Regions from separate parts of the Mus musculus genome. Here regions 2, 3, 4, 5, 6 and 7 are each linked to region 1. A link is a contact called in public promoter capture Hi-C data. All regions are on one chromosome and are shown on one strand. Each heading gives the region's core, a stretch centred on a gene start, on an enhancer-like site or on the middle of the called end of the contact. The rest is flanking DNA. Distances are from core to core; before and after follow the strand shown. Region 1 holds the start of Akap10 (A kinase (PRKA) anchor protein 10). Region 2 holds the start of Rnf187 (ring finger protein 187). Region 3 holds the start of H3f4 (H3.4 histone). Region 4 holds the start of Iba57 (IBA57 homolog, iron-sulfur cluster assembly). Region 5 holds the start of 2310033P09Rik (RIKEN cDNA 2310033P09 gene). Region 6 holds the start of Zkscan17 (zinc finger with KRAB and SCAN domains 17). Region 7 holds the start of 1810063I02Rik (RIKEN cDNA 1810063I02 gene).

Evidence for each region. Promoter capture Hi-C pulls out the DNA fragments that hold promoters and counts their contacts.
Region 2: a promoter capture Hi-C map of liver shows a contact between it and region 1, with 2.9 times the contacts expected there. The contact joins the promoter of Rnf187 here to the promoter of Akap10 in region 1. A contact is called at or near these places in 3 of 39 promoter capture datasets (hippocampal neurons, liver and pre-B cells).
Region 3: a contact with region 1 is called in a promoter capture Hi-C map of liver, with 6 times the contacts expected there. The contact joins the promoter of H3f4 here to the promoter of Akap10 in region 1. A contact is called at or near these places in 3 of 39 promoter capture datasets (the C10 cell line, liver and pre-B cells).
Region 4: a contact with region 1 is called in a promoter capture Hi-C map of liver, with 6 times the contacts expected there. The contact joins the promoter of Iba57 here to the promoter of Akap10 in region 1. A contact is called at or near these places in 5 of 39 promoter capture datasets (the C10 cell line, hippocampal neurons, liver and 1 more).
Region 5: a contact with region 1 is called in a promoter capture Hi-C map of pre-B cells, with 4 times the contacts expected there. The contact joins the promoter of 2310033P09Rik here to the promoter of Akap10 in region 1. A contact is called at or near these places in 2 of 39 promoter capture datasets (liver and pre-B cells).
Region 6: a promoter capture Hi-C map of pre-B cells shows a contact between it and region 1, with 5 times the contacts expected there. The contact joins the promoter of Zkscan17 here to the promoter of Akap10 in region 1. A contact is called at or near these places in 2 of 39 promoter capture datasets (liver and pre-B cells).
Region 7: a contact with region 1 is called in a promoter capture Hi-C map of liver, with 3 times the contacts expected there. The contact joins the promoter of 1810063I02Rik here to the promoter of Akap10 in region 1. A contact is called at or near these places in 2 of 39 promoter capture datasets (both in liver), 9 of 484 Hi-C or Micro-C datasets (the C2C12 cell line, embryonic stem cells, primordial germ cells and 4 more), 2 of 115 datasets of contacts at active chromatin or transcription factors (astrocytes and embryonic stem cells) and 1 of 9 other capture datasets (liver).

Annotation. Positions count from the first base shown.
Region 1 is chr11:61,928,645-61,931,975 of GRCm38.p6, forward strand. Akap10 (A kinase (PRKA) anchor protein 10) reads right to left here and starts at 1,613. Exons shown (of 15, transcript NM_019921.3): 1 at 1,345-1,613. The coding sequence starts at 1,432.
Region 2 is chr11:58,937,257-58,940,587 of GRCm38.p6, forward strand. Rnf187 (ring finger protein 187) reads right to left here and starts at 1,650. Exons shown (of 4, transcript NM_022423.2): 1 at 1,139-1,650. The coding sequence starts at 1,528.
Region 3 is chr11:58,960,168-58,963,498 of GRCm38.p6, forward strand. H3f4 (H3.4 histone) reads left to right here and starts at 1,544. Exons shown (of 1, transcript NM_001318003.2): 1 at 1,544-2,106. The coding sequence starts at 1,645. The coding sequence ends at 2,055. It also overlaps a transcript of Trim17 not described here.
Region 4 is chr11:59,162,177-59,165,507 of GRCm38.p6, forward strand. Iba57 (IBA57 homolog, iron-sulfur cluster assembly) reads right to left here and starts at 1,569. Exons shown (of 3, transcript NM_173785.6): 1 at 1,175-1,569. The coding sequence starts at 1,515.
Region 5 is chr11:59,206,692-59,210,022 of GRCm38.p6, forward strand. It overlaps 2310033P09Rik (RIKEN cDNA 2310033P09 gene), which reads left to right and starts at 1,670. Exons shown (of 7, transcript NM_024210.2): 1 at 1,670-1,982; 2 at 2,129-2,174; 3 at 2,278-2,360; 4 at 2,437-2,509; 5 at 2,617-2,702; 6 at 3,282-3,331. The coding sequence starts at 1,738.
Region 6 is chr11:59,505,014-59,508,344 of GRCm38.p6, forward strand. Zkscan17 (zinc finger with KRAB and SCAN domains 17) reads right to left here and starts at 1,627. Exons shown (of 10, transcript NM_172941.4): 1 at 1,151-1,627; 2 at 815-949. 4933439C10Rik (RIKEN cDNA 4933439C10 gene) reads left to right here and starts at 640. Exons shown (of 5, transcript NR_015585.3): 1 at 640-1,873; 2 at 2,178-2,299; 3 at 2,818-2,925.
Region 7 is chr11:59,920,026-59,923,356 of GRCm38.p6, forward strand. 1810063I02Rik (RIKEN cDNA 1810063I02 gene) reads left to right here and starts at 1,474. Exons shown (of 2, transcript NR_130986.1): 1 at 1,474-1,582; 2 at 1,700-1,864.

The sequences.
Region 1 (3,331 bases), core at 363-2,862:
AACCAAAATAGGTTTTTCTTCATAAATTAGTCTTTCATTACACATCATTCAATTTGTAAGTATATACACACTTTTTTTTTTGGCCTTATTTATTGCCTGCCTTCAGCATCAATGAGTTTCATAGGTACAGAGACTACGTCCATATAACTATTTCATGACACCCTAAGACAGTGTCTGGCAGACTGGACACTCGACAGTGTGTGTTAAATGAACAGACAGAAGTCTGTTGTTCAACTTGAATTAGTCCCATACTTAGAATGCATTCCCCCCCTTAAAAAACAAGCACCACAACACTGTCAACCTAGGTACATTAACAACTCCAGAGATATTAAGACACTTTACTGATAAAGCTTCCTATTATTTACCAGTTTCATTCATTCCCTCACCTAGCATCAACAGACAGCCTCAGTCCTATGAGGCCTTTAGGAATCATCTGATTCTCAGCTGGAAAAAAAGTGGGTTAACCGGCTGTTTCGGGTTACAGAGTTTATGAAAAAGCTATCACGTGAATACAAGTCTGATTTGGTGTTATGTTTAAAAAAAAAAAAGTCTGTCTGATACATCTTCTCAGTAAGAATGAAGAGATACAACCACCTCCACCTAAAGAGATTTGATTGATCAATTTGTGTATGTATATTTAATGAAATACCATAACCCTTTCCAGGATCAAAATCACCTTGCCTCTACTTTAAAAACTAAGTAAGCTTTTACAACTGGACATCCGAAATCTAAGTAGTTCGTTTATAGTAGCAGCAACGGTCTCAATAATTAGTAAAGTTGCTCAATCATCAAAAGCAGTAGTCTTCTGAATACGGAACTTCAGTAGTAAGAAATTTTATTTTAGGAATAACAGTGGGCCCCCTTCCGCTCTCCACCCCCGCCCCCAAAAGAGGAAACTAGAAAATAGCGCTAGTTGAAGAAATAACAGTTGCACGTGGTTTTAGGTATAACCCCCCCCCCCCAATATTCGGAAAAGTCAAGACTTCCTATAAGTAAAGGGATTTCCTTGATCTTCATCCACAGTGCGCGCGTGGATCACACACACATACAAACCTCCAGAAACCAAACACACCAGGAAAACCTTTTCTTTAGCCAACAGGTGTTAATTTCTATGGGTTTAAGCAGACACTTTTGGCCCAAAGCGACAATGCCCCTCGACCTCGCTTGAGGAGGCCACCTTCTTCCCTGCGGAGTCCCGGGCAGCACACTGCACCGCGGGTGTCGGCGCCGAGGCCGAGCGGCTCATCGAGAGCCTCGCGGCCGCCCTGACAAAACCCTTGCAGGTTTGCTGCCCCACCGCTGCCCGAGACCCGGCTCACCCCCCGCCGGCGACCCCTCGGCTACCTTTCCGCCGGAAGAAGGACATGGCGGGGCCCGGGTCGGGGCGGAGGGCGCGGGGGGAGTGTCGCGGGGAGGGCCCGGCTCCCCTCATTCAGCAGCTGGCCGGGACTTCCGGGGCCGCAGGAGCCGCTGCACTAGTCCGAAAACAGCCCCTTCTTCCGGGTGTGGGCGCTGCCGCCACCTCGGGATGCCCCGGCAGCTGCTGCCGCCATGTTATCAACAAGCCACCCGCTTAGAGTTCCGGTCCGTCCGCGCGCGGGGCTTCACGGGAGGCCCCGGCCCCGCCTCCTCCTGCGCACCTCCTCCCGCGGGGCCGGGGCGCGCGCCCGCTCAGCCCACGTGACCTGGCGTCCTCGAGTCCGCGAGCCCTTCCCCCTGGAGGCTTCGGATGACAGCGTCTCTTTGCTGAACCTCCTCCTCTTCGGGAAGCCCCCGCCAGCACTGCTGCGCAGCCTTTTCGCGGAATCTTGCTAAATGCCGCAGGCTGCTTGGCAGCTTTACCCTGCCAGGTCCCCGGGGGATGCAGGCGAGCCTGCAGGACGAGGAGCTGCTCTTATGTAGCTCCCGAAGCTCCCTCCCTCAAAGTGACCTCAGGAAGGAAGGAGAAAAAGAGTGGTAGGCTCATTTTCAGATGAAATCCCTACAGATGCTCAAAACAGAAAGAGCCAGCAACCTGAGCCTCAACAGAGGGCTATTTCTTCCGTTCTTATTCGAAAGCCACCTTCCTATAAATCTTCTGGCTTTCTTAAAGCTTACCCACCTTTAGCGCCCTGGATGGATGGCCACTATAGCTACAACTACTGTCAAAAGCGAACCAGGAACTCGTGATGCACACAGTTGCTGATTTTTATGTTGGATCAGCAAAGTCTACCTGAGACAGAAGGAAAAACAAGTGCAGAAGCGGCAACTTGCCTGATTATTCGGTGTGTTAAAACAGGAACTAAGTAAAGCCTGGAGTCTTAACCATATTATTAGAGCAGGTTAATAAGTTTGCTAGTTTTGTTTCCAAGCCTGTTTGCTAAATGATGAAAAACCATCATAGCTAAACTTATTTATAACATCGTGCACAGATACCATACTAAACCCTCCAGGTTAGTAACAGTCTTTAAACTTGCTCTTGGTATGGAGGAAACTAGGCCAGCTTTCAAGGTCACGCTGGGCAGGAACTGAAAAGGAGAGCAGGGCTGTGGTTGCCCCATGTGAGGTAATGGTGTGGAGGTCTGAGATGATTTGGAAATGAATATTACACTCTGGGCATACCCCTCCCCTATTCCCACCCACTGCCCACCCTTGAAAACCTTTCCTTGCCTAAGAATATTAAGGCAAGCCAGGGGAGGTGCTCTGGTGGTGAAAGCCTTTAACACACTTGGAAGGCAGAAAGAAGCCAGTGGATCACTGAGTCCCAGGTCAGCTTGATTTACTTAGGGAATTTTAGGCCAAGGTGAGACTGTGTCTCAAACAGATAAAAACAAAACAAGGCGTTGAACGATGGCTTAGCAATTAGGAGCACAGACAACACTTGCAAAGGATCCACAGTTAGAGTATCTACTCTGTTCTTAGGCAGAATGGGTGGTGTGTCTTACATTATTCCTTTGCCTTTCCCTTCTGGAGTTCCAGTCTTGGCAGAGACTGTTTTGTATTTGTTAACTATTGGTTAGCTGATCAGGGCAGGAGGAACACCAGACGAATGAGTGAGAAAAATCCCTTAAATGAGCAAAAAGTCAATGGGGTTGAGGGGAGGGCTCTGGCTCCATTAGGATTTCTAGAATCCTTACTCATTCTCTCAGGCTAAATAAACATAAATCAGTGTTGAGGAAGTGTTTTTCAACTCAATTTCCAATGAGGTTTATTCTTTGAGCCCCCCCTACCAGAGATTCTGGAGTTGCTTTTATTCTCTGTGAGAAATAGATTGTTACAGTCCATTTACAGATAAGAAGAAAGCAATAGGCCCCCTAGCTGGTGGCTGGTGCAGGCTTGTCACAGAACTCTA
Region 2 (3,331 bases), core at 400-2,899, 3.0 Mb before region 1:
CCTGGGAAGAAGGATTTGAACACCCCGATCAGCAGTCTGGCGACTGGAACTACTCGTCCGGTCTCTGCTGGAAAGTGGTTGTTTCGTAAAAGGGTCTCCTGTGCTTCTACCTCTTCAGAACTAGGTGTACAGCAGGCAATTCAAGGTCAGCTGTGTGATTCCAGGATTTTAGGTAGGTCCCCTTTAGTGTCAGCTTGATTTAAGACAGTGACTTTCCTGACTTCTCTGTGTCCTGCTTGGTCTTTGTGGAGATTGCTGTCTTAGTAAGGGGACGACAAACCATAGGACAACCCCAGCAGTATGTTCTGACAGAGTGTATCTACCTCAGTTTGGGACCTGGATGTAACCACAGGCCTCCACCTCAAAAGTGTTCTTCACAACTTATTCCAGAGGCTCATGGTGCATCATTGCAGAACATAAGGATAACAGCACCCTCAAACACGCTAAGCTACGATTTTCTCTCCTGTCGGGCGGAGACCACGGCTTTCCTACCTGGCTATTCAGACATCTCTCTCTGGGTCAGGGATGATACTCTATCTAGATCCCTGCAACCCATCTTCACACAGAGTCTAATAGTCGGTTTCTGCCCGGTGGCAGGTGCTACGTGCAATGACCAAGAGAGTATAGCAGAGAAGGTTCCTGAATGAGGTGGACCGACAGCCCCTCAGAGGGCTGCAAATGGTAACTGGTAGACCAAAGACCACTCTCAGGTCTCCATAAGCAAGTGGATGGGCGGGGCTTGCACCGATGAAATCACACCGGGATAGGAGCAAGAGGCCTTGAGGAATGGGATCGGGACTTGAGGGGAATTCGAGAAAAATAGAAGTCTTAAGGTTGTATAGAGATAAGGCACAGCTAGGCCAGAGACCTGGGATGAAAGGGGGACGGAGGAGCATGCGCTAGAGATAATAGCTCGAGGGACATAGCAGGGTCCGGGAGACAGATAATAGAGATGAAGGAAGGCAGAATCACGGACTCCAGGATCCAAGAGCCCCTAGCATGGCAGGGTCCCCGGGGAAGGGAGGGTGCTGGGCACCCATGGGATGCGGGAGAGGGAAGAGGAGGTCAGCACACTGATCGAATGCCTGACTCCAGGTAAGCCACAAAGGTGGACAGTGTGCAGGGGCCCCTCGCGCACCTTGCCGCGCAGGGCCTTCCTCCAGCGCGGTTCCCACTCCGGCGGCTCCGGGCCAGCGGCCATGCGGCAGGCGGAGCACAGCGGATCCCCGTCGGCGCGACAGAGCAGCTGCAGCGCGGCCTCGCTGGCAGGGCCATCGCGCGCCGGCGCCGCGGCCGCCTCCTCGAGAGCCAGGAGGCGGCGGCTGAGCGGAGGGCGGCTGGGCTCTACGGCGCGCTGCCAGCAGTCATCGGCACACTCCGGGCACGGGAAGGGCCCGTCCTCCTCGGCCCAGAAGCGCACCACGCACGCCCGGCAGAAACGGTGGCCGCAGTCGGCGCGCACCGGTTCGCGGGGCGCGCGCTGACACAGGGCGCAGATGGCATCAGCTGGGCCCGCGGGGAGCGCCAGGGCTGCGGGCGGCGGCGCCGACGAGGGCGCGGGCGGAGAGGGCGCAGAAGGGCCGAGGACCGGCCGGAGATCAAGGCCGACGAGCCTCAGCCTACGACTCAGACCCAGACTGCGCCAACGCCGGGCACGCGCGCGCGCGGGGCGGGGTCCTGGCTGCCGTGCGCTCTGACGTCCAGGTCCTGGCAGCTGCGCATTCCTCCATCCAGGTCCTTGCAGCTGTGCGCTCTCATTTCAGGTTCTGGTATTCGCTCATCGCCCTGCCCATGATTGAGCAGCTGAGCTCTCTTCCACACTGGTTCCCGTAGCAGCTCACGACCTTTGTCCTGATGGTGTCAGTCGCGGGCTCCAAACCCAGATCCTTACAAAGATACTCCCTGTGTCCTATAAGATTACTCATCCTGCAGGGTACTGCCCCAACATCATGAATAATTGCCCATCTCCCACAGATAATTTGGGAGGTGGTCTGTCAGGAAAGGCTTTTCCAGGGTGACTTATCGCTATACCTTCAGCCCTGAAGCAGGATAAAACTGGCTAGGTAGGCAGATGCCTGTGTAGTCAACCAGGAGTATGACCAAATTAAGATAGCGACATAAAATGAAGTCAGGGAGTCTCACTGTGCACACAGAACAGCAGCACGTTTTGCAGGAAAGCACTCTAAAGAATATTGTGTTAATACAGCTGTAGTCAGCTATCTGCAATGTGTGACTCTTCAGACTGAGATTGCGGATATAACTGTAAATGTGACTGTGGTGGTTTGAATATGCTTGGCCCAGGGAGTGGCACTATTAGGAGGTGTGGTCTTGTTAGAGGAAGTGTGTCACTGTGGCCGTGGGCTTTGAGACCTCACTCTTAGCTGCGGGAAACAGTCTTTTGACTGCCTTGGATCAGGATGTAGAACTCTCAGTTCCTTCTCCAGAGCCTTGTCTGCCTGGATGCTGTCATGCTTCCTGCCTTGATAATGGACTGAACCTCTAAACATGTAAGCCAGCCCCAGTTAAATGTTCTTTATAAGAGTTACACTGGTCATGGTGTCTCTTCACAGTAATGAAACCCTAACTAAGACAGTGATGTTGCCATTTATATGCTCCAAACACTATGGCAGCAGCCACATCTGTACTAAAGCTATACAGCCCTTTTCTGGTCATTATTTCCTAGACAATAGAATGAAGATTTGCACAGTATTCACATCCTGTTAAGTATCATAAGTCATCTAGGAAAAAAATATTACATAGAAAGATGCATGTAAATATTATGATGTTTTAGCTGGGTATAATGATACATGCTTTTAATCACAGCACTTAGGAATTAGAGCTGGCAGTTCTCAGTGAGTTCCAGGCCAGTTTGTCTACACAGTGAGTTTCAGGCCAATCAAAGCTATATAGTAAGACCCTGTCTCAAAAATAAATAAATAAATAAATAAATAAATAAATAAATAAATAAATAAAAGTGTGTGTCTGTGTGTCTGTGTCTGTGAGTGAAAGAGAATTGTGTATGTGTGTGTGTGTGTGTAAGAGAGAGAGAGAGAGATGTGATGTGTGTAAGAGAAACATTTTATCTGAGGGATTGGAGTGTCCTTAAATTGTGGTATCCTTGGGGGTTTAGAGCCAACCTCTTCAACAGATATAGCATTTATGTATAAATTAATTAAAATTAATTAAATAAAAAATCAGTTGTACTTAGGCACTTTCACACTCATCTAACTGACCATAGCCAGATCCAACATGGTTCTCAAATTGTTACTGAGGTCTGGCGCTCAAACCCAGGGCATTATGCATCCTAGGCAATGACTGTACTTTTAATCCC
Region 3 (3,331 bases), core at 294-2,793, 3.0 Mb before region 1:
CTCCCTCAGAATTTCAAGCCCTGTGTGTGTCGCCGATGTCTCACAGGGTCGTACATTCCCAGAGGCAAGAGTTTCGGTTCTTTCTGAACGTGAAGCTATTTTCCCTGTCACTGTATCCATAAGCTGGCACTAGAGAGTGGCGCGGGCCGGGACGTCCCGGTTCCTGGGCACCACCAATGGACGACCCACGTCCTCCGGTTGGCGTAGCGCCTACCCGCGACCGCACACCGCAGGCACGGGCTCGGGATTCCCCGCTTTGGCGTTCACCGGCGTCAGTTTAAACTACACATACACGTTTGGAAGCAAAACACCATGATTGTCAGTGAGTTCTATTTTTTAACCAAATCCGTAAAGATGCACCACAGTTTGATTTCTATCCTTTTCTGGACTCACGTTTTTTGAAATTATGTGGACGACATTTCTCATCCTCTGACGTGATCTAAATAATCATTATTACTATTGTTTGATACCCTGATTGTGACCTTTGGGGGAATCCTTGAATACAGCCCATGTTATCCTTGAAAGCCTTTGCTTCAGAAATCCTTTTTTTTTTTTTTTTCCTAATTTTCTTTCAGATCTAAAGATGTTTTATTTTGTTTGATAAAGCGTCATTTCAGTGTACTCTAAGCCTCAAAATTATTATCCTTCTGATTCAGCTACCGAGTACTGAAGTTATAAGCATGGACTACTGTTCTTTGAGTCATATCTTCTAGTTTTTTTTTTTTTTTAATTAACGTACGTTAACTGTGCTTAGTAATGGGTTTCATTTTGATAACTTCACACACACACACACACACACACACACACACACACACACACACACACCAGCTCTCCCCTTTTTTTCCTCTTCCCTCTGGTCCCTTTCTCTCTATAAATACCACCCCGACCCCATTTTTATGCTTTTTTTTTTTTTTTTTTTTTAATCTAGCTTCCACATGCTAGAGAACCCATGCCATGCTTTTCTTCCTGCCTGGATCCAGCTTACTTAACACTGTGATCTTGAGTTCTTTCCATTGTTCCAGCAAACGACACAATTTCTTTTCGTTTTTCTCTTTATTTTTTTCCATCTCTACCCCTCCCTATTTTTAAAAAATAGTGTTAATACTATGTAGCCCTGGCTAACCTCAAACACACAGATATCCACCATCCTTTGCCTCCCGAGTCCTGGAATTAAGCTTAACTGCTGAGCTACCTCCAGCCCTCGCCCCCAGGGGCGTCCTCAGACCAGGTGGATGTTTTTTTAGTATTCCAGAACTCAGGAAAACTATGCCTCGTTGTTATATAAAGGAAGCATGCAGAAAGGTTCTAGAAGGTTCTTTGTGTCTTGGGAGTCGAGGCAAGATTGTTTTGTTTTTTTATTTAACAACAACAATAAAAGCTCCAAGAAAGCGACTTGAGTTTTTTCCACAGACCCCGCTGCCCTCCTACCGAGCCGCAACTAACAGTTCCAGAGTCCACACCACTCAGAGAGAATATAAGAGGCAGGGTGTAAAGTCAATCCCCCAATGGACCAATCAGAGTGCAGCATCCCATAATGCCACCTGGTGGGCAGCCAATAGGAATGTAGCTGGGTCTATAAAAGCAGTGCTACTCGCCCCCCACATTGTGCACCTGAGGAGCAAGGGAGGCGGACGATTCAGGAAGATGGCACGCACCAAGCAGACGGCACGGAAGTCGACGGGAGGCAAGGCTCCGCGCAAGCAGCTAGCCACGAAGGTGGCCCGCAAGAGCGCCCCGGCCACCGGGGGCGTGAAGAAGCCGCACCGCTACCACCCTGGCACGGTGGCGCTGCGCGAGATCCGGCGCTACCAGAAGTCCACCGAGCTGCTGATTCGCAAGTTGCCATTCCAGCGCTTGGTGCGTGAGATCGCCCAGGACTTCAAGACCGACCTGCGCTTCCAGAGCTCCGCGGTGATGGCGCTGCAGGAGGCCTGCGAGTCGTACCTCGTGGGGCTGTTCGAAGACACGAACCTGTGCGCTATCCACGCCAAGCGGGTGACCATCATGCCCAAAGACATCCAGTTGGCTCGGCGCATCCGCGGAGAACGGGCTTAGGCTCCCACAGGCACCGCTCATGAACCCAACGGCTCTTTTCAGAGCCACCCACAGAGTCAGAAAAAGTGTCTGTAACGTAGACTTAGGTGTCCTGTCTCCTCAGGAGGTGAAGACAAGGTGGCCGGCAATCGAAGTGTCTCCCCAGATCAGTCTAGAGGGCTTAGCAGCTAATCCTTGCCCATTGAGCTATTTGACTTGCAGCTCCGTCCTATTCTAACCTGCCTTCCCTTGATAGGTATAGTGGCCTGAGCCCTTGTACTACAAGATGATGGTTGTGTTGCTGACTGGTTTTACCAAGTGAAGGTAGCTCCTACCGGCAGTAAACGTGCTATGTTTGCATAGTTGATAGTATCCAAACGCATCTGCTCAGTAACCAAGTTACTTATGTTTTGTGTTTTAAGGCTCATAATGCCTGGTATTAAAAAGGCTAGCTATTCCTGTACTTGAAAAGTTGGCCTTTCTCCTGATGGAAAGCCCAGTGAACTGCCTTTGATTAAAGTTAATTTTGCCCATCTGTTAACGGCGGCAGCAAAAGAGTCAGGAAAGTGTTAACTTACATATTTCCAGGGGACACATCCAGAGAATCCTGTCTTAAACGATTCCTGTAGGGTACGAAAGTCTAGCTGTTGTCTTGACTCAACCTGAGTTGTAAGCAATAGGAACCTCTCTTATCAAAAGGATGTTTTGCGCTGGAGTTTAATTCTCTGAGCCTTGGTTTTTCATACTGTCCAGTACTGTATGACTTCTGAGCCATACAAAAAGGGTGGTGTTCAGAGATGACCGGCATGGAGACTAACCGGCTTGATCAGAAATCAAACTGGGAGGAACCCGAGATGGTTAACTGAACTGCATTAGTGGAGGGCTGAGGGGAATAGCCTGAATAAGCCTGTGAGGTTAACACAGAAAACTTTACCTCTCCTTTGTAGTGGAATCACTCATTAATGCCAATGTTAAATACATAAATTACTCCTAGGGTGTGCATATAATATAAGTATGCAACTGAAGAGTTTTGAAGCCCATTATGTCTCCAAGCCCAGGGATGGGGGAGCAGGGGAGGGCAAGGAGGCAGAGGGGAGGTAGAGGGGGGCAGGATGGGGGGGTGGGTGAGTCTAAAGACTGTTTGTGTAGCCTTGGCTGTCCTGGAACTCCCTCTGGCCTCAAATTCAGAGATGAGCCTGCCTCTGCCTCCGCCTCCCGAGTGCTGAAATTAAAGGCAGGGATCACCACCTCCCAACTTTGAGTTGCTAATTTCTAAATTGCCCCCTTTTCATTTTCC
Region 4 (3,331 bases), core at 319-2,818, 2.8 Mb before region 1:
AGGGCAATGACTGGCTTAGGCTTAAGGCCCTGAGTCACCACAGCCCGAACACTGCCTGGAAGACACCATCCCAGGGTTCACACAGAACTCTATATGCCAAAGCATCACAGTGGGTCTGGCCCATGGGTTGTCATTTGCTGACACAGTTCTAGATTCAGAGATTCACTAAGCGAAGTAATGTGGGAAAAGGATCTCTAGGAAGCACATCACTGTGGCCTTTCAGCACCTGGAGACAGGCACTCTAGATTTCCCCCCACAGAATGCAGACAACTACTGGATAGTGGTGCCATGGCTGTCAATTCTCATCCACCACTCTCATCCTGGAATAGCTACCCTCAGGGGTTCAGGAACTGTTCTCCAGATATGAGGATTCCCCATATACTCCCAATGAGCATCTAGGGGCTACTGAAGAGGCTCACCAAAAACCAACTTGGAAAGACACCGGGTAGCTGAGACAGGCAGCCAGGCCTGGACTTTGGTAGGAGTCAAGGGACAGCTCAGGGACAGGATAGGGAGGGCGGGTCTTCACATGCCTACTAGACAATGCTGAGACTTCACGACTTAGATCCTATAAAGGTGAGCAGCTGAAGACTCAATGCTATAGACGCAGGCCCTGCCCAGACTGGCCAGCAAACACTATTTACAGTCACAGTCAGGTCTGCTGTATAGATAATGAGACCATACAGGCAAACAGCTGGCACTGCAAAGAGGAACCAGAAATAAGGGAAAAACTGGATTCTCAGAACACTGGGACAATCTGTCACTGTGGAGAGGCTGTGCAGAGAGTGGCTTTTTGAATAAAGTCCCACGAACCAGCGAAATCTTTCTAAGAAGTGAGGAGGGAGGGACAAAGCTGAAGCACCCATCTTGAAAATAACTCCAGAAGCTTCTGACTTGACTGGTTGGGGTCCCAGGCACAACGCTCTGTGCAAGTAACTAGCGCAACCTGGATGCCTTCCATGGGACATCCGCCTCTAGGTGACCCCTTCCCTAAGTCTAGATTGTCCTCAGAAAGTCATTTCCAGAATAATCTAATTATGCCTCTTCCCAAGGGTGTCTAGCCAGTATTCCCTAGAAATCTTATCCTGGACATCCTTCCTGGGATTCTGGAGGTCTGCTCCCTCAGCACTCTAACGACCCTACTGCCCCGCCCTGCTGCCCCGCCCAAGCTCACCCATACAGAATGACGTCATAGAGCGTGCGTCCCTGCACATTCAGGAAATGGGCATACGCCGCACGCGCAGAGGGCTGAGCCGCGCCGGTCGGAGGCCCCGAAAGCGGCAGCTCATTGGTCGATAGTCCCAACAGGAAGGGTGCAGCGTCCGGGCCGCGCACGCGCACTAAGGCGCGCCCGTCCAGCCGGAAGCAAGTCCAGGCCACACCGTCCGCGGGGTTGCTGCCAAGAAGGCCAAAGCCACGGGCTAGGCAGTGACTCGCGGTCCCGCTCAGCCGCCAGTGCCAAGCTGGGCTTCTGCGCCCCACAGCCGCGCCCCGAAGCAGCGCCACCGCTGCCATCTTGGGCGCTAAGTGAAGGCGGGCACCACAGCGGCCCCGGGCGGCGGCGGCGGCGGCGGCGGCTGGCGACGCGCGTGCGTGGGGGGGAAAGTGGGCGGGACCTCAGCCAGTGGATGGGTGCGCAAGCCCAGATAAACACCAAGGCTAGAGCCACCCGGTGACCCTTTCCTTAGTTGGCTCCTGGTCAAACCGCTTGTGGTCGTGGTAAATAAGTAAACATGAAATCTGCCATCTTACCTCGGTCCTGGTGTGCAATCCCAGCCAGCCTCTCGGGGGGCAGAGGCAGGAGGATGCGTGTTCAAGACCTGCCTGTGCAACTTAAAATGAATATCCTGTCTCCGAATAAAAAGTTGAAGATAGATAGCTCAGTGGTAGAGCATTTCCTAGCAGGCAGGAAGCCATGGTTCCCATCCCCAGTACTGCCCAGAAAAAAAGGAGGAAAAAAGTTAGGCATTTCCTTGTTCACGGTTAAATACGAACAGTATAAAATGTATTATCTTCACCACTGTTACTTTGTTATTGCTATACTAAACATGACCAAAAGCAACTTGGGAAGAAAAGGGGTTCACTTCATTTGAAAACTCTCAGGTCACACCCACTTACAGAGAGAACTCAGGGCAGGAACTGAAGCAGAAGCCCTGGAAGAGGGCTCTTACCGGCCAGCTTCTGATGGCTTGTCCAGCCTGCTTTTTGATACGACCCAGGAGCACCTGTCCACAGTGAGCTGGGCCCTCTCACATCAGTCATTGATGTGATATAAGCCAAGACCTGTTTAGAGGCCAAGCTTATGGAGGCGTTTTCTGAATCTTCCCAGATATCGCTAGGCTTGTGGCAAGTTGATGAAAGCCAGCCAGCGAGACCACTTTTAGTGCATTTATATCGGCATTGTTCAAACGGCTGCGCAGCCCTCACTATCATCCAACTCCAGAACTTTTTATCTCCCAATCATCCAACTCCAGAACGTTGACTCCTCCCAGAACACACACTCAGCCGCTGGTGCCCACAGTTGGCTTTCTGCCCTTGTGGGTTGGAAGCCTCTGAGAACCAGTGCCTGTCCTCTTGCACCTGGCTCTCTTCATGGAGCACCCATCCTCAGTATAGCACGTATCAGAATTCCCTTCCCTTTTTAAGAATTGTATTTTATAGCTGGGCATGGTGGCACACACCTTTAATCCCAGCACTTGGGAGACAGAGGCAGGTGGATTTCTGAGTTTGAGGCCAGCCTGGTCTACAGAGTGAGTTCCAGGACAGCCAGGGCTATACAGAGAAATCCTGTATCGAAAAAAAATTTTTTTATTACGGTAATGCCTACCTTTCCCTATGTGCTGAGCTGGCAACGGGTACTTGGGAGGTCTCCAATTCTTGGAGCCAGGAAAAGTGTTGCTATGAAAACAACTACACGGATGTCTCTTTGAGTCCCTGTTCTTGGGTCTTTGGGGCATACTGGATCATATTGCTACCAGGGAAACTGGAGTTCCTTTTGTGTGTTCTTAGTCTTATTAACAAAAGAATTTCGAAATGGACTTGGAGCTTGGTAGTGGCGCATGCCTTTAACACCAGCATTGGCTGGGCAGAGGCAGGCAGGTCTCTGTAAGCCCTGGCTAGTCTACAGAGCTAGTATCAAGACAGTCAGGGATACACAAATAAGCCCTATCTTGTGGGAAGGGGAGAAGAAAATTAACAGTTGAGAGAAAAACCTACAAAGAAAGTAGATGTGTTGCATAGTTCTTTTATGTCAACTTGACACAGGCTAAAGTCATCTGAGAGGAAGGAACCGCAATTAAGAAAATGCCTCCATAAGATCTGGCTTTAGGCA
Region 5 (3,331 bases), core at 420-2,919, 2.7 Mb before region 1:
ACCTCCTCCTTAGCGTCACCTAGTATGCATTCTGTGATCTGACCATGCAGCTCGACCTTCCGTGTCCTAAGCATACCTGGCCTGGTTAAAGGTGAAGGCCCAGAAGCTGCTCCCTGGCTTTCTGGAGACCTTTCCTAGGAGACGGCTAGTATGCTCTTCTTTTGCTGTGGCCCACATGACTGACCGATGCTCCCTTATTGTTGCAGATTTTGTTGTTTACTGGAAAAAAACATTTCTAATTGTGTGCCTCAGCCTTAGTACACACCTTTAATCCCAATGAAGGTAAACTTAGTTAGAAAGAAGCACCCATGTTTGAAAGTGATTTCCAGTGACTCAGGGAGATTTGACAGAATAGGATATGCCTATCTCTCATGAGAACAGAGAGGAAAGAAGTGACTTAGGGGAAAGAATAGGAGAGGGCAGTTTACTGGGACCATTGTACAGAGACAGGTTGCAGAGAAAGAACAAACTAGCCAGGTGAAGACAGAACGAGCCAGAAAATGAGCCAGAGATTAGAACATAATACCAAAGGTCGTATGAGGCCAAGCAGAGCAATTCGGGGGAAGCTGGAAGAAGCCAATTTGAATCATTCAGTGTGGAGGAGTCTGAGCCAGAATAGCTGAGTTGACCACCCAGCTAGATAGAGTTCAGAAGAGCATTAAAGGGTGAGCTTATTCAGCAATAGGTCTCAGAGGTTGAAAACATTCTAGGCCAAGATAAGATTGTATGGAGGCTAGAAGCTTCCAGGACAAGGCCTGGGTTAGCAGACAGAGGCGGTAAGCTTCAGAAATGACAATTACATCAGGCAAATAAAGGATACGTTTCCACTTTATTGTGCAGCTCCCCTTGGGACCATCCATTCATCCCGAGTATGATCTTGTTCTGAGGAATCTGTCCCAACTGTGTCCTCTAAAGCCAGGCCATGACCTCAGGGCTCATACCAAGAGCCTCACAAGCTGTGGCAGGTACTCAACGTGTTCAGGATGAAGACATAAAAATGAGGCTGTCTTGGTCTATTTGGGATGCTAGAGAGTTCCAGGATGGGTATTTTTTCAGACTAGGGATGAAACCCAAGACCATCATGTTAAGCAAGTGATCTGTCATTAAGATGTAGCTCAGTTTCTGTTCATTTTGAGGCGCAGCCTCAGTAAATTGCCCAGTAAAGCTTCACCTGCAGAGAACACAGATCGCTCTGGTTTAGGGATGCTTTGGCTTTCATGTCACATACGCATATTCTGTCACCCAGAGCATGGAAGAGTGAATCCATGTTTCTTTGGTGACTTTATCTGTCCCTCTGTTCCGTGAAGGTTTGCCATTATTTAACTTAGTTTCAACAGTGACCCGGGACCTTTGGAGTTAGCATTCTTGGCTTTCCAGAAAGCAAGGGGCCGGCCCCTCCTGGTGTCACTAAGGTTTTGTAGTGTCCCCTTCCACCGAGATTCCTTCACACGAGAGTTATCAGGTGGGATAGCACAGCCGCCTTTTTGAGGAGCTATTGCGCAGGCGCACGTGGCACTAGGATGAAGGATGCGCCAGAGAAGCCCTGAACGCCCTTTAGAAAGAGGATCTTGATTGATAAGGCCCTCGGATACGCAGTGCGCAGGCGCACGGGCACGTTAGCGAGAGCGCAGGCGCGCGCGGGGGCGCGAGAGTGACGTCACGGCGTGCGTCCGGAGTGCTGCGGGAAGTCCGACTAGAGACCGCGGGTACTGAAGGCTGTGCAGTGGCTCCAGCGCCATGTTCGGCTCCAATCGCGGTGGCGTGCGTGGCGGACAAGACCAGTTCAATTGGGAGGACGTGAAGACTGACAAGCAGAGGGAGAACTACTTGGGCAACTCGCTGATGGCGCCAGTAGGCCGCTGGCAGAAGGGCCGCGACCTCACCTGGTACGCGAAGGACCGCGCGCCGTGTACCGGCCCGAGCCGTGAGGAAGAGCTGGCAGCCGTGCGCGAGGCGGAGCGTGAGGCGCTGCTGGCCGCACTGTAAGTGCCTGGTCTGCGGGGCGACCGCAAGCCCCGAGGGCGGGATCTGGGTGGCCCTGGGGCGGGGCTGGATGTGGGCGGGGCACAGGAAAGAAGGGGACCGAGGGGCCAGACCCTTGATGAGCATTCCTGACCTTTGCTCGCAGTGGTTACAAGAACGTGAGGAAACAGCCCACCGGCCTGAGCAAGGAGGTGAGTCTGAGATATGGGTTCGAGGTCCGCGGGGTGGTTGGGGGGGGGTGGGGGGGTCCGTCTGTCTCGGCCTAGAACCTCCTATCTTACCCTGCTTTCGCAGGACTTCGTGGAGATCTGCAAACGGGAAGGAGGAGACCCCGAGGAGAAGGGCGTGGACCGGCTCCTGGGCTTGGGCAGCGCCAGGTTAGGCTAGTTGGGGAGTCCAGGGTAGGCCTGGGCGGTGATTGAGAACTGTCCTCAAATGCTCTGTCCCCTGCAGTGGCTCCGCGGGCCGTGTGGCGCTATCCCGAGAAGACAAAGAGGCTGCCAAACTTGGGCTGTCAGTGTTCACGGTAAACCCTGTCAAGCCCAATGCACAGGATCCTGGGGTTTAGAGGTGTCTGAGATGTGGGGCAGGATTCCCTGGGTGTTCCTCACCACGGCTACTCATGTCATACAGCACCACCGTGTGGACAGCGAAGGCCCAAGCACTGCCCCAACTGCTCCCAGGAAGAAGCCTCGCGCTGAGGACAAGGTCGAACCGGAGTAAGTTGAGTCTGCCTCCCTGTGCATAAAGGGGCAGACTGCCTTAGCTCTCTTAGTTTGACTGAAGTAGGCGGACCTCCATCTCTGGGCTGGAGTCTCAGTAGCTGCCATAGGTGACCCAGCAGGGTGACGCTCAGGACCATGATACTGGCCAGTTTGGTGGGAGGTGCTTGTGGGGTGGGCGGCACACAACTTTCTTTAATCCCAGCATTTGGTAGACAGCAGGCTGATCTCTCAGAGTTCTCACAAGCTGGTACGTGTGTCTGGTTACTTCTACTTTTGTGTCATCTCAACTTTGTACCTAGGTAAAATAGTGAGTTCCAAGCTAGACAAGGCTGCATAATGAGAACTTGTCTCCAAGGAGAGAGGAGGCTCACCAGGTTGGCAGCATTCCAGCACTCATCTTTGTGGCCATGGAGCCTAATAAGCTCATTTATAAATATGAACTCCCGACATGTAGATATTATCAGTGCACAATGGATCCTGTTCTAGTCTGCCTTTCCCTGCTGGGTGAGACTACCCCACAGTCGAGTAGACACGAGTCCTTCAAGCTCGGATCCTTTGTATTGTTTCTTGCAGTGCAGAGAGCCATAAGAAAAGCAAGAAAGAAAAGAAGAAAAAGAAGAAGA
Region 6 (3,331 bases), core at 377-2,876, 2.4 Mb before region 1:
CAAACACACCAGGGGCACAGTATATCACGGTCTCTCCACTTGACCCACACTTTGGAACACTCGGAGAAAAGGTAAACGGAGTCACCGAGTTGGGCTCTCGGGATTCCGGAAAAGCCCAGGCAGGGCCGCTCACTGCCTGGCCCTTTACACCCTCACCTGGAAGAGACTCCCAGCGGGGCAGCACCACTTTGCTGGAAGACAAGCGATACCAGAAAGCCACCAAGCAACCGAATAACAACCTGGAACCTCAACTTTTCTGTATTCCTCTGATTGCCGAAGTAAAGGCAGACACCCGACGCGAGCTTCTGAAAGCAACAGGCTGTGAACCTCGACTACTCTCACGTCTTACTCCCGTATTAAGAACCCAATCCGGGCCCCGCCCGCTCTCTCCTGCTTCCTCCGCCCACTGTCTCCCACCTGCTGGGCCCTGAATGGCTCAGGTCTACACTTAGGATAGTGTGTCCAGGGTCCCACCCTCAGCACCCGGTTCTGCTGGGGGACTGCTCTCAAAGAGCCCTAGGCCAGACAAGCGTGTGCCTCTTTGTCACTCTGGCACCTGGCGCGCAGGAGCCTCGGGAGCGGAAGCTTTATGAATGAACTACCGTTAGGGAGGGGAGGGCTCCCGCAGGGGCGGGGCTTGCCCAAAGCAGTTATTGAAGGCGCAGGATCCCAGGGAAGGAATGAAGAGCAGGAGGAGGAGGAAGAGGAGGGTGTTTTAGGCCAGGAGAACTATGGGGTTTCTGTCGCTTCCACTCTTTCAGATTTGCTGGCTCTTTCCTTCGAAGCCCGGGACAGCAGGCGAGCAGATCCTCACCTTCCAGCTCGGTCTCTCTGGTGTTTTGGCAGAGGCGGCTCCAATGCATGGGCCAGACTCGGTCCCTGGCCAGGCCAACCCTGTCTCGGGATCCTCTAGAATGCATCAGCTGGGCTTGGGAGCGAAGGGAGACGCCTGGAAGAGAATTGTATTGCTTCATCCCCGAGGGCACCTATGAGGACGCGGCTCTGGGAGCAGGGATCTGGGCCCGGACGCGGGAAGAGGAGAACAGGGAGCAGGACCCAGGCGCGGGCTGGGGATCAGAGCGCGGGAAGTGGGGAGCGGGTTCCGGGTTCAGACAGCGGGGCATGGGAAGCCGGGCCACAGTATACTCACCGCTGCGCAGCGTCCCGGTTGGCGGGCCGCGTAGGCCGGGCCGCCGCGGAAAGGAAAGGCCGGAGCCCTCCGGCTCCCTCCCCTGGGACACTTCCTGCACCGCTCTAGGACCGAGGAGGTCTCCTCATCTCAGTGGTTCGCTTCCCCGCCTCCTGGCCGAGGTGTACGCGGGGGGGTGACATCCGACACCCCCGGCCCGCCTGGACCGCCCCGCCCCGCCCCGCTCCGTGCTCTCCCGGCCTGGGCCCGGGGCCCGGGCTTTAGCTTTGTGGGCCTTCCTAGCGGGCTCGGGATGCGCGCGCGCGCCCCGGCGGGACCCGGGCGCTGGGGGCCAGTTCGCGCGGCCACCAGCCAGGGAGGCCGGCTTGGGGCTTTGCTCTTCTCTGCTCCTCTTGTGTGGGCGCAGGGAAGGGCTGGTCTGGCGGCGCTGGCGAAATGCCAGAATTGGGAGGAGGAGGGATGAGGTGTAAGGGGATCTCCCAGTGACCATTTGCATCCCGTGTGTGCTGTTGTGCCCCAATCCCTTCCAGCCGCAATTCCATTTCAAAGCCAACGCTGCCAGAGCCACCCAAATCGGTAGGACTGGAGAAATGCAGACCCAGCGATCCACGGTGCTCGCCGAAGCAGCGGCCCGCGGCTTCGTGGCATGGAGATGATCTACGATTTCTCTGTTTAAGGAAGACTGTAGCACTCTGGGTCCCTCTGAGCACCAGGATAGTCCTGGTGAGTACGGAGAGAGAAGGTTGCCAATCCTGAGAGTATGAGTTGGGGAGCTTGTCGCTGGCTTAATGCATAAACACAGGACAGAGTGACTTAAGTCACGGAGAGTGAGAGGTGACCAAGAACTAGGGCATTGGAACCTATTCCTGCCTCATCTACCCTGTGTTGAGTAGAGTCCAAATCCTCCCTCAGTTCCCTCGGGCTGGACAATGGAGCCGGACTGTCAAAGGGAGGAAGCAAAGAAAAATCTGCCTAGAAGTGAGCTACTGTGCTGATTTTTTTTCCCCTTTCTGGTTCTCTTTCGAAGGTACATGGTAGGAAGTCACCCTTAAAGAAGGTGGTTTGATAGAGACACCCCACCACCGGCAGACTTCGTGCTTCCGTTTCCTTCTAATAATTGGGACTGGGACAATCTCTTCCGACTAGTAGGTATGGAGTTAAGGGTCGAGGTTTTGGGACATTAGGAGGTGAGTCAAGTGGATGATTGTTCCCCAAGTGCAGAAGAACGCTGAGCAAGCAAGGGTCACCCAAGGCTGGGACTTAAGGCTCACAGAGAGCAATAGGAGCCACCTAGACTTACAAATCCATGCCAATCCCTTTTCAAAAACACCAGCCAGGAAGCACAGCCTGGAATGACCAAAGACCCCGTTGGGGAGTCAAGCCTAGTGATTAGTCCAGTTGTGTATCCCGAAGGGCTGCTGTTTAGGCTCCTGCCTGGTGGCTGCTCAATACTTGGATTCCTCAGAGGCGCACTTATTGGAGCCCTCACGCAGGTAAAATGCAGCGCCAGGAGGTGGCTGATACATGGGATTTTTCTCCCCCCACAAACACTTTCCCTTTAGTTTCTCCCCCTGAGCTCACAACTCTCAGGATTTAGGTCCCCTCTCGCTGTTCAGAAGCCGCCAATGACTCCTAATATGCCTTCTTTCTGTGTTTCTTCTGCATAGAACCTGGAATAGGGACTAATAGACTGGAATCGGAGCACCTGTGTTAAATCACACCCATCAAGGCGCAGTCAGGTGATCTAAGGCCTGCGTGACCTCTCTGTGCTTCAGGTACCTCCCTCATACAGGAGACTGATGCTGTCTGCTTCATTGTGAGGCTATTCAGGGAATATGTACTGAGAGTCTGCAAGACAGCTGCAGTTTGCCACTCCCATCCAGATCCTGGGCGCATCTGTGCACCCCACTGACCATCGGAAGGGCGAATAGTGAGCAGAGCTCTGGTCAGTGGAGCCACGGGGAAACTGAATCAGAACAGCAACCTCAGGACTGAGTTCTGAGCAGAGCCTGAGAGTTGTTACCATGCTGTATTGAGGAGTCAGGTGTGTCAGGCATCCTGGCAAAGGTGGTCTTTGAAATGAAGGAGTTGAGGTGATGGGGCCCTGGGGCAGCCACAGAAAGGCATTTCACTCTGTAACAAGCAGGGTTCTGTCAGGAGTTGTGGGTGAAGTACCTGATG
Region 7 (3,331 bases), core at 224-2,723, 2.0 Mb before region 1:
ACCCCTCAGGAGACTGGGGAAGGCAAGACTGTTTTAAACAGAATACCAGCAGCACAGGAACTAACTCCACCATCAACTGATAGGAACAGGAGAATGACAGTTCTCTGCACAGGACACAGTCAGCAGTTAACAGACAGCCCAGAGAAGGGGAGAAAATCGGTACCCAGTACACTTCAGAGAGGGGATAATGTCCAGAACTTAGAAAGAACTGTGGAGATTAAACGCCAAGGGAATAAAACTGCCAACCAGCAAATGGACAAATGAACTGAATAGACAGATTTTTAAAAAGACACACAGACAGATGGCCAATTTACTATTTTTAAAATTATCCAATACCCCCACCATTAGGGAATGCCAATCAAAACTACTTTGAGGTACCACCTAACCCCAGTCCAAATGGCGTTTGTCAATAAATCTGACCACAAACGTTGGAGAGGATGTGGAGAAACAGGAACTCTTAATTCACCATTGAAGAGAATTCACTGTTGTTGAGGATGCAAACTGATACAGCCCCGTGGAAACCGCTGCAGAGAGGTCTCAAAAAATAAAAATAAAACCAGAACTAGCACGTGACCCAACTAGTCCACTCCTGGGTATACACCCACCAAACCACACCCACCCTATAGATATGTGCACCACTGTGTTAATTACTGTTTAATTCACTATGGCAAAAAATTGGAATCAACAGAGGAGCCAATAATGAAACATATATGTGTGTGTGTGTGTGTGTGTGTGTGTGTATATACATATGTAATGGAATATAATATATCATGTATTATATATAATGGATTATTGCTCAGCTCTAAAGAAAAGTGAAATAAAAATTTGCAAGAAAACAGATGGCCTTAAAATGTATAATATCCAGTGAGGTCACACAGCCTCAGAAAGAAAAAGCCCCATGTCCTCTTCATATGGTGAATCTAGCAAATATTATACACACACATGCAAACAAGCGTGCCTGCCGGTACAGTATGATATGGAGAAGAGAGAACGAGAAAGGCTGAACACCACGGGAAAGGAGGGCTGAATGCAAGGAAAGAATGCGACCTAAGAGAGAGAATATAAATCTGTTTTTCTAGTTCTAACTCCGTCATAAGATTTATTCTTTTGGTTTTGGTAGTGGATAAACAAACACCTAAAGTATATTTGATAGTGAAAGATAAAGTTCACTGAGAAGTCCCACAGCGTCCCTAGGTAGGATTATAATTGCTGAGATGAAACACCGGGACCAAGCTGGGGAGGACAGGGTTTGTCTGGCTTACACATCTTGAATTACAGCCCACTGAGAGAAACCAAGGCAGGAACTCCAGCAGCGCAGGAAGCTGGAGGCAGAGGCTGAGGCAGAGACCATGGAGAGGTGCTGCTCACTGGCTTTCCCCTACCCAGGATCACCTGACGGGGTGGCCCCACCCACAACGGGCTGGACCCTCCCACTTTAATCACCAATTAAGAAGCTGCCCCACAGATCTTACGGAGGCATTTTCTCAGCTGAGGTTCCCTCCTTTCCGGCGATCCTAGCTTGTGTCCAGTTGACATAAACCAGCCGGCACAGCTTCCATCCTGAGTACCTATTCAGCCAGCTGTGAGTTGTCTAAACTCAGGGTCTGGTTAATTTGGGTATGTGGCTGATTTATTTTAAGTTATTTTAACAATAAAGTTTAAAAACCTTTAAAAGTTGTTGTTGTTTTTTTTCTTTCAGACCATGGTTACCACAGTGCCTGACAGGGAGGAGGTCAGAGCCAGAGATGTGGGATGCTGACTCCGAGACCGAGATTTGAACTGACAGAAGCTGATGGGACAGGAGAGCTGGTTGGTCCCCTTGAAACATTTCTAGGATTAAAAAAATAAAAGGCTCGTAACCATGAACCTCAGCTCTGACGAAAGCTTGGAATCTCTGGGGATTGGAAACAAAGGCCATGTTCCCAGTTCTCCCCAGGCCTCTCTCTGGGGCGCTGGGGAGTCTTAAGCTCAGCACGTGGAGCCCACCTGACCTCTGTCACAGGTCTACACCAAGGCCAGGGAGCAAAGCACACCGGCCCTGAGCTTGGCGTGAGGAGCGGGGACCCGGTCCTCAGTAAAACACCTGACAGTAACAGGAGCCCAAGCCCTTTCTCCGTCCAAGCCATGATTGGGGACGGTGTTCTGGACCCTGTCTGTGTCTCTTGGGCCTCAACTCTCTGACTCTAGATCTTCCGTGAGCCACTCCACATGCCCTTTTAAAAATGTCAAACTCAGGGCCAGTGTGATGCTGCTGTGGGTAAAGACACCTGCTACCACGCATGGTTATTTGCTTGATCCCTGTCACTTTCATGGTAGAAGGAGAGAACCAATTCTCATGGGCTGTCCTCTGATCTACACACACACACACAACACACACACACACACAAACACATACTAAATAAATGAATAAAAAATTTTAAACTCAGATTTAAATTTAATTATCTTATATACATTCATAGCACTGCCTGTTAGCAAATATACCCATGGAATCAGAACTCAGACTTGAAGCCAGAAGGCAGCACCCAATGGCTCTGGGGCTCTCTGCCCTGCAGGTGCAATCTCTAACTGGATTTTACCTGTTTTTGAGCTTTATCTGTAAGTGGTGTCTTAGTCAGGGTTTCTATTCCTGCACAAACATCATGACCAAGAAGCAAGTTGAGAAGAAAGGGTTTATTCAGCTTATACTTACACATTGCTGTTCAGCACCAAAGGAAGTCAGGACTGGAACTCAAGCAGGTCAGGAAGCAGGAGCTGATGCAGAGGCCATGGAGGGATGTTACTTACTGGCTTGCTCAGCTTGCTTTTTTATAGAACCCAGGACCACCAGCCCAGGGATGGCACCACCCACAATGGGCTGGGCCCTCACACTACCTCATCACTAATTGAGGAAATGCCTTATAGCTGGGCCTTACAGAGGCATTTCCTCAAGGGAGGCTCCTTTCTTTGTGATAACTCCAGCTTGTGACAAGTTGATACACAAAACCAGCCAGTGCAAGTGGGTTACCAGTTAACATGTCCATGAGGAAGCTAGCTAGGGCTGGGGGAAGCAAGCTAAGAGCAGCTCTCCAACCTGCATGAACAGGGCTGAAGTCAGGGTCCACAGGTTAGCCGGGTGCAGCCATGTAAGGGCCTACCCTGTTGGTAGATGAAGGAGGCTTCCTTTCTGGGAACGGGTCTGCTCCCAGGCCAAACAGGGTGGTATTCTGGAAGTCCCTGAACTGGCCGGGGGAGGAAAGGATCTGTGATGGTAAATTCTGGTCAAATGGACTGAACAGGAAAAATCTTAGAAAATTCACAGAGCTCTACTGTGTCGGATCTGAAATGTCCCTAA